2 separate regions of the Mus musculus genome follow, and region 1 is linked to region 2. A link is a contact called in public HiChIP or PLAC-seq data. All regions are on one chromosome and are shown on one strand. The core of a region is the stretch at or near the end of the contact, and the rest is flanking DNA. Distances in the headings are between cores, read along the strand shown.

Region 1 (4,649 bases), core at 1,740-4,239, 610 kb before region 2:
TTTCATACTTACATATTCAGTAAGTTAAAGTAGCTGTGTCACAGAAGAGAAATGTGCATATGTATGGAAGCCTGTGATAACATCATCAGCATACTCATGCCAACGATTAACCAATTCCATTTCCTTCAAACCTTTCAAGTTAGCACATGAGCATTTGTAGGTAAAGGAAGATTCCTGTGAATCGCATTTGACTGTGTCAGTAGCATGGGAATCAGAACCTTTGCTGTATATATACTAAACTCATATCTGCTGTATATATACTAAACTCATATCTGCTGGTGTCACATCAGACAGTTCAACCAACATGAACAGAAAATATTCAGAGTATCTGAGGTCAACATCAGCAGCATCTTTGTTTCTCCCTAAAACATACAGTGTCACATCTGTTTATATAGCACTCACATCACATTAGTTCTTTTAAATAATCTATAGAAGCTGTATAGTATACATGAGTCTAGTAAATGATATATTTTTTTCTATAATTGACTTTATCATTCTTCGATTTGTATTTATGTTGGGATCCTGGAATGAACTCCACTGATGCTCAGACAACTGTATTTCTCTTGTGTCCCTGATTTATCATATCACATATCGTTAGAATACATTTATCCATATTTTTTACTCCGAAGACAGTATAACAGGGGTAAATCTCTACCACATGGATTTTACTATGACAACTGTGTAACAAGGGTAAATATATAACCCATAATTAAAAAAATAATTATCTTCCTTCAAGAGTAAATACCCAAGCCTAGGAAGTGCAAACATATGAGATCAATTTACAGTGATCTTTGATCACACATCCTGTGCATCGCCAAGTTCAGCCAGCTAGCTCGACTTAAGTTTGTACCACATCCAACCTCCAGGTTCTGTCTGGTGCATTCATCCTGTGCCCAGGTCCAGCTTGGCCTAGCCTAGGACACATATCTGTGCACCCATCCAACCTAGTAACTGTAGCTTTCACTCCTCATCAAAGATGCTTCTGTTTGCAGCACAGGATCATTATTACAGCAAGGCACAACTAGTCAAAACACAGAGAACAAGGAATGGTGTGTGCCCAATACCAACTGATACATTTACAACACAACCCCTACACCTGAGGTTAAGCAAACATCACAAAAGACCGGGTGGAAAGATTGTAAAAACCAGAAACATGGATGCAGATAGTATGTCTTCTCTATATGACAGGAAAGCTTCACCCACAAAATTTCAACATTGTGATTGCCTAAAGTTGACCAACACAGGGACAACAATAGGTGGCATGCCTATGTGGGTGAGGGAAGTCTCACAAGGTCCCACTCCTAGATGAAGATCCACAGGCAATGACTGCTAAAGAGAGAAAGAATCAGTCTTCCCTGGATTGAAGCCCATAGTTGCTTATCTAATACCAAGTGGTTAGCCCTAAAAACATATATCATATATCGTATGTCGTATATCATATATCCTATATATGTCATATGTCCTATATCTCTCTATCTCTATCTCTATCTCTATATCTATATGATAGCATTACACTAAATGGTATCAATGGCTTATGTGTGTACACATGTTCTACTGAAATATATGTATATGAATATGTTTAAAGAAAATAAAAAGAAGCCATAATTTTTAGATTGAGCACAGTAGGGTAGAGTTGTGCACACATTGAGGGCAGGGTATTAAACACAATGCTCATATGAAATTCTTTATAAACAGTAGGTTAATTAAAGACATTATCTTCCTTCAAACACAAAACAAAACAAGGAGGGACAGACACTGTCCAAAACTACCTGGGAATCAGTGTAAGAGCCAAGCTTGAGGCTTTCATCATGGAAGTCAGACCGATGTCTTTTTATTCCTTAGCATCAGTGAATCACAGTGCTGCCGAGGTAGACTATAGATACTAGAGCACCAAGCAGGCCAGCAGCCTGCCATGCCACACCACATGCCTAGGTTTCTCAGCCTCTTTCCTTATGCAAACTGAAGAATGGTTTAGAGCTCACATCATACAACTAAAAAATGAATGAGAGGTCCAGTGTTTCAAATGTCAGTAGGGGAGGGTGCTCTCATGAGCAACTGAGCCTAGTGTTTAGAGGGGCTATGAAGCAATGAGATACCTGACCAAAGGAGGAATCAAAGCATACAACAAAACATCTAGAAATGATGGGTTGAGACTTCTTGGCTATCTCCCAACTTCGAAATGAGTTGGAGATGTTTACCTCAACGATGCAAACAGATAGTGAATAAAACATGTCTGGAATTTTGTGTTCAGAAAATGTGACAAGCTTGAATCTGATGACTTTGAGACTCATCTGAAATATGGGTTTCAGCTCAACTGCAAAGCTTTTAAGGAATCCACGATATTGCTGCTATGCACTGCAGCTTGCCCTGTGTGTGTGTAGGGGGGAGCATTGAAAAGAAACTGTGAGATAGAAGACGTGAAGAGAAGAGGAGAGGAGGGGAGGGGAGGGGAGGGGAGGAGAGGAGAGGAGAGGAGAGGAGAGGAGAGGAGAGGAGAGGAGAGGAGAGGAGAGGAGGAGAAGTGAGACAAAGAAGTAGCAACCATATTCTGGATAAGCAGATCTCTAAAGTGAGCATTCTCCCCAGCAGCCTCAATGAACTGAGAATTTGACATTTATTTTTGAGCCAAAAAGAATGATTTTAAAATTGTTCTTCAGGTGCTTGTGTAAATGCACTCATATTTACAGACTGTGGTGTGATTACATAACCAAAATACCATGATACTACTTAACTTCTGGATGGGAGATAAAGACATTATTTTAATCTTGTCTTTGTGTTAAATTGAGTGCTCAATGTTAATTCTTCTTACCTCAGGAAAAGCCTTATTTCATATACTGAAGGAGAGATAACCGTTTGATTTTGTTTTCATGGAAAATTACTTTACTTCTCATATGTGTGAGAAATATTTGTGATTACACAGAACCCTGATCTGCTGGAATTGCACTTGCTAGTTAGAGAAAGTCCGGCAGGTGTCGCTGTAACACTGCTCAAATTTAATATAGTTCCCTCACAGGCAGGATGGTCAAGTACAAGGCTTTTGGTTGTGAGCTCTTCACTAGCAAAGATCTTTACCTCAATTAGAGTTCATGACAGCCTCAAGAAAAGCTAGTCTGTCTGTTAGGACCCTAATTCAAATCTGAATGTTTGGAGATCACCAGAGAAATATATAATCAGAGTACAAGTTAGCACATCCATGGGAAAAGCAACTTGGCAATAGCTTCCTAGCCATAGGTTTAAACTGTTACATGCAACTGTATAAAGTACACTCTGCCCATCCACTGTTTCAATACTCTGGGGCACAAAGTGCATTCAACCCAAGGGGTTTGCCATTGACTCGCTTTTCAAAACTGGAAGAAATTAAAGGTGCACAATACAATAATTCAAAACTCCTTATAGACAAGCACTATGGTTTCTTTCTTTCTTTCTTTCTTTCTTTCTTTCTTTCTTTCTTTCTTTTTTTATACTGTTGGCAAATATGCTCACAATCTTTCAGAATCAAAATGAGTAAAAGTTTTTTTTTAATTAGGTATTTTTCTCGTTTACATTTTCAATGCTATCCCAAAGGTCCCCCATACCCACCCCCCCAACCCCCTACCCACCCACTCCCCCTTTTTGGCCCTGGCGTTCCCCTGTACTGGGGCATATAAAGTTTGCAAGTCCAATGGGCCTCTCTTTGCAGTGATGGCCGACTAGGCCATCTTTTGATACATATGCAGCTAAAGACAAAAGCTTCCGGGTACTGGTTAGTTCATATTGTTGTTCCACCTATAGGGTTGCAGTTCCCTTTAGCTCCTTGGGTAATTTCTCTAGCTCCTCCATTGGGGGCCGTGTGACCCATCCAATAGCTGATTGTGATCATCCACTTCTGTGTTTGCTAGGCCCCAGCATAGTCTCACAAGAGACAGCTATATCTGGGTCGTTTCAGCAAAATCTTGCTAGTGTATGCAATGGTGTCAGCATTTGGAAGCTGATTATGGGATGGATCCCTGCATATGGCAATCACTAGATGGTCCATCCTTTCGTCACAGCTCCAAATTTTGTCTCTGTAACTCCTTCCATGGGTGTTTTGTTCCCATTTCTAAGAAAGGGTAAAGTGTCCACACTTTGGTCTTCGTTCTTCTTGAATTTCATGCGTTTGGCAAGTTGTATCTTATATCTTGGGTATCCTAAGTTTCTGGGCTAATATCCACTTATCAGTGAGTACATATTGTGCGAGTTCCTTTGTGATTGGGTTACTTCACTCAGGATGATACCCTCCAGGTCCATCCATTTGCCTAGGAATTTCATAAATTCATTTGGGGGGGGGCAAACCACATGACCTGAATGACAATGCTGGATAAAGCATTGTGCTATAAAACTTACTTTAATTAATAGTAATGTTGTTGCCATTAAGAGTGGCTTCTGCGTTGAGATCATCTCAGCAGATCAAGCAATAAAGTGAGTGATCTCATACTGCTTGCCCTCGATGCTGGCTCTGCTCATTCTGTGTAAATATTATCCGCTTCTTCATGGTCATGTCAACATGTAAAAGTCCCTAAGCCTTTTGATTTTCTTGTCAGTCTTGACCAAATTCCTCCTGGTTAGAGACTGAAGGATTTTCATTTCTTTCACCAAAGCATTTGCCATGTTTGGAACCTTGTAATTATTCC
Region 2 (4,306 bases), core at 214-2,713:
AGCAGAGGGCCCCCTTGTGTGCTTGTTTCCTTCAGGGCTTCTGGTGAGTCTGAGAAGTCTGGTTGCCGTGGTAACTGTCACAGGAGAAAATTGTGGGTTCAGGTTGTAGTTTCTAAGAAAAAGACCTCCAGTGATTGTTTGACAAGAGTGCTCAGTGGCAAAAAAAAAAAAAAAGAGTGCTCAGTGGCTTTGCATTAGAAATAGCCAACGGATGTGGCTTGTTTTAAAAGAGGACCAGGCTGGGATGGAGAGCAAAGGTCAAAGCTTCTCCAAAAATGCTGCAGTGCGGAAAGAAGATGTCAGTTAGTGGTAGAGGTGTTGGTGAAGAGGAGGGAAAGAGGGAGAAGGAGAGGGAGGCAAGGATTTCTGCCTTTCCCATCATGCTCTGGGGTTTTTATTCCTCAGAATAACAGATTGTATACCTACTAGATCCTGAGAAGTGTTCAAGCAAAGGAAGGAGGAAAGGATCTGGAAGGCTGACATTGCTTTTCTCTTGATTAGATCAGAATCAGTATATGAGGAAATAAAAAGAAAGTTTTTGTGGCCCTAGGAGTCAAAGCAATACCCCAGAGTTCCAGCCACCTATCCTATCTCCTCTCCTCAATGTTTAAGCAAACTGGCAGCAAGCATGTTATCCCCTGATGAACAAGCCTCTGCCCCTGAGGAGAGAGCAGGCTGGCAGGTCTACACTGCCTCCTTCTCTCCTCCCATCTTCAGAGTCTTCTGTTATCTCTTCAGGTCTTGATTGGGCTTTGGGGGAGACAAACAACCAGTTCTCTGGTATTTCATATGACTGCTACTGCCATCTGGAGAAAACAGGCAGGACAAAGCCCAACAGCAAGACAGAAATCACATCTTCTACTGTGTGTCAGCAACCTCCCAAGTACAACTCACCTGAGCCAAACTTGCCTGTGGGACCCAATTCTGCCCTCTTAACTGAGAATTCTCTTTTATTATTTCCTCCTGTAGCACTCAGGCTTTTAATCCTGCCCGGTATCAGGCCTGGCAGAACAGGGAAGAACAGTTCAAAGTTCCTAACCCCAGTCAGTCAACAGCCTGCCTTCATCCTGCCCAGTCCCACGGCACCATGGAGGTCCACCTTAGATCACCTCCAGTTTTGTTATCTGGAGAGATTGTCGCCTGGTGGTCAGATGGGAGGACATAGCCAGTGGATCTCAACCTATGAGTTCATGACTCCTTTTGAGGTTGTCTAAGATCATTGGGAAATTCAGATATTTACATTATAACTCAGAAGAGTAGTAAAATTACAGTAATGAAGTAGCAACAAAAGTCATTTTATGGTTGGGGGGTCTCCACAAAATGAGGGATTATATTAAAGGGTTGCAGCATTGGGAAGGCTGAAGACCACTGATTTAAGTGCAACAGAGCTCTATCAACCCCAGTGTCTCCACTGCCTTCTTAAAAAGGCAGACTTCTGCGAGGTCAGATTCATCGAGGTGAAACAGAAAGCAGGGACTAAGGAGATTGCTTAGTCAATACCTGAATTACTGTGCAGGCATGAGGACCCGAGTTCAGGTCCGCAACGCCCACATAAAAACCAGATGAGGAGGCCTTTGTCTATAGCCCTAACTCTAGAAACACAGAGACAGGAGGATTCCTGGAACTCACCAGCCAACCAGTCTTGCCAAAGTGATGAGTGCCAGATCAAAAAGAGAGGGAAGGGCAAGTAATATGATCAAAACATACTTCATGAAAAAATTTCAATAAAAAAATGAGAGTGATCAAGAAGGATATCTAGCATCAACCTCCGTGTGTGTGTGTGTGTGTGTGTGTGTGTGTGTGAGAGAGAGAGAGAGAGAGAGAGAGAGAGAGAGAGAGAGAGAGAGAGAGAGAGAGAGAGAAACAGAAAGTAAAACCGTAGCGCAAAACATTCTCTTCTTGGGACACAGACAGGTCTAGAATCCCCCATCCTGTGAGTTTCCACATTCAGCAGTATGATCATGCTCTGTGGGAGGAGAGTTTAACTTTGATCTTTAGCAATGCCCTTTAAATGTGGTTGCAGTCAAAAAGTAATGGCGAGGACTCAAAGTCAACAGGCAAAGACACACACAAGCCCAGAGAGAGATGGAGAAGCAGCTGACTGGAGGCACAGTTAGAAGAGGCCTGGGCTCTGGATCCTGGTGTGTAGCATCCCCTGAGAGGTCACAGAGATCCTGTCCTTTGAACCCACTTAGGCCCATCATCCTAATTTGTTAATCCCAATGAAATCCTTTCATATGCAAGGAATCCCACTGTCACTGCAATCAGGGGAGCACCCCTCTCTGGACCATCCACTGCAGAAGCTGCCTCCCCAGCAAGTGGCAATTTGAGACAGGGATGGTGTCTTTGGATGTTTTGTGCTGCTCTAGCACAATGCCACAGGCTGGCTGTGCTAAAAAAAAAAAAAAAGTTGGCCTTATGGGTTCTGCAGACTGGAAGATGCCAAAGGGCATGAACTGGAGAGGGGGCCTTGTGCTGATATTATGTCCTAAGTGGCAGAAGAGAGAAACAGAAGAAAGAAGGAGAGTAGAGAAGAAAAGAGAGGGTGAGCCAGAGAGATAAGTACTTGGGAGGAAGAGGGCCTGAACTGGGTGCCCCTGTGACTAATCCACTTCTACAAGAGTGACTGTGAACCATTCCTACAGGCAGATCATCAGGGGACACATCCTCTTAGCAGAGAGAGCAGTCTCAAAAGGGAGTTTGGTGACCAAGGAAATGACTAGGGCAAGCCAGGCTTCCCAGGGCTCTGAGAAGGGTCTGCCTGTGTGTGTGCAGCCTGAGATTAGAGGGGACAAACTGAAAATGGCTGCAGAGCGTATGATCCCTGCAGTCAGTCAACTGGAGTTGTCATTCTGGAGCTGAGGAACCCCAGGCAAGTCCTGGGTCTCTTTAAGGTTTGGTTTCCGTCTTGGTAGCATGAGGACCCAACTTACATTTTAAAGGGTTATGGTTACAAAATTGTCTTGGGAACATCAAACAATAGTTATTCTAGCTTTACTTTTTGACACAGATCTTGCTAAGTAACCTAGACTGGGTCCTCAAACTCTGGATCTGTCTAGCCTTAAGCATCCCCAAGCGTTAGGCTACAGGTGTGAGCCACCAGGCCTGGCTATTTAACCTGTCTAGTTTAAAAGTGTGAGTTGGGGGAGTCGGGGGTGGGGGAGTACACACCTTTAATCCCAACACTTGGGAATCAGAAGTCGAAGGATCTCTGTGAGTTTAAGGCCAGACTGCTCTACAAGTTCCAGGACAGCCAGGGCTACAGAGAGAGTCTCTGTCTTGAAAAACCAAACCAACCAACCCACCAACCAACCAACCAACCAACCAACCAACCAGCCAACCAACCAACCAACCAACCAAACAAACAAACAAACAAACAAACAAAAAATGGTCCTTGTCTGTTTGGTGCTTGGCTTTATGGCACCGGAGATGAACATAGGGTTTTACTAACCTAGGTGAGGACTGTGTTTCTGAGCTACAACAGCTGTTGTCACCTGATGTCCATTGTGTTGTCCTTTCCAGAGAGTAATTCTACAATATAGTGGTTAGAGGAGTTTATCCCAACATTGATTCCCTTTCACTGTGTGAACCTGGAATAGTTATTCTCTGTGCCTCAGTTTCTCCATCTGGTCCATCCTGGTAAAAACCACAGTCAAGGGATTTTCAATCACCCTTTGAGTATGGATTTTCTAGCACACACACACACACACACACACACACACACACACACACACACACACACACACAAATGAGTCCCAAACTCACAGAGGTCCTTCAGCTTCTGGTTTCCAAGTGTTGGGGTTAAAGGTGTGCATCACCACTACCTGGCTCACACTTTTAAGTTAGAAAGGTTAAATAGCCATGTGTGGTGGCTCACACCTATAGCCTAGGCTTGAACGAACTACAGTGGCCCCCATCCACTCTATTTAATGGTTTGCTGTTATAATCTGGAGGTCAGTTCTGGCTGGTGGCTGGTGGCTGATGACCGTAGGTCCTCTCTGTGTGTGCATGTGGTCCTTTCCATGCAGATTTAGTAACTTCTTTGGACTTCCTCATAACATGATGCTGATTTGTAAGGACTAATATGAAGTGGGTGGAGGCATTAGTACTTTTTATCATCTAGCCTCTGAGGTCAAGCAAGAGAACTTCTATGACCCTGAATTTGTTGACGCAACCATGAAATTCCATCGGGCTTCAGGGGTATAATGGTTAACTTGCATTGTAATTTGGATGATTTATAGTCACCATGGGCGTGTGTCTCGGGGTGAGTCTGTGGAGATATTTCTGAAAAGGTCTGACTGATGAA

Evidence for each region. HiChIP or PLAC-seq counts read pairs in DNA pulled down with a chosen protein or histone mark.
Region 1: a contact with region 2 is called in a Foxp3 HiChIP or PLAC-seq map of regulatory T cells, with 16 times the contacts expected there. The contact joins two enhancer-like sites. A contact is called at or near these places in 5 of 484 Hi-C or Micro-C datasets (CD4 T cells, CD8 T cells, the P5424 cell line and 1 more) and 3 of 115 datasets of contacts at active chromatin or transcription factors (CD8 T cells and regulatory T cells).

What each region holds. Positions count from the first base shown.
Region 1 is chr9:33,094,186-33,098,834 of GRCm38.p6, reverse strand. No RefSeq gene overlaps it. Among named protein-coding and RNA genes, the nearest start is that of Gm27166, 65 kb to the right of the region's middle. Within about 2 kb of position 2,989, at least 5 of the 459 cell types and tissues checked have an H3K27ac peak or open chromatin away from gene starts, as enhancers often do. A contact at or near this core is called in CD8 T cells, the P5424 cell line and regulatory T cells, where this site is marked.
Region 2 is chr9:32,485,253-32,489,558 of GRCm38.p6, reverse strand. All of the region lies in intron 1 of Fli1 (Friend leukemia integration 1), which reads left to right. Among named protein-coding and RNA genes, the nearest start is that of Gm22060, 40 kb to the right of the region's middle. Within about 2 kb of position 1,463, at least 19 of the 459 cell types and tissues checked have an H3K27ac peak or open chromatin away from gene starts, as enhancers often do. A contact at or near this core is called in CD8 T cells, the P5424 cell line and regulatory T cells, where this site is marked.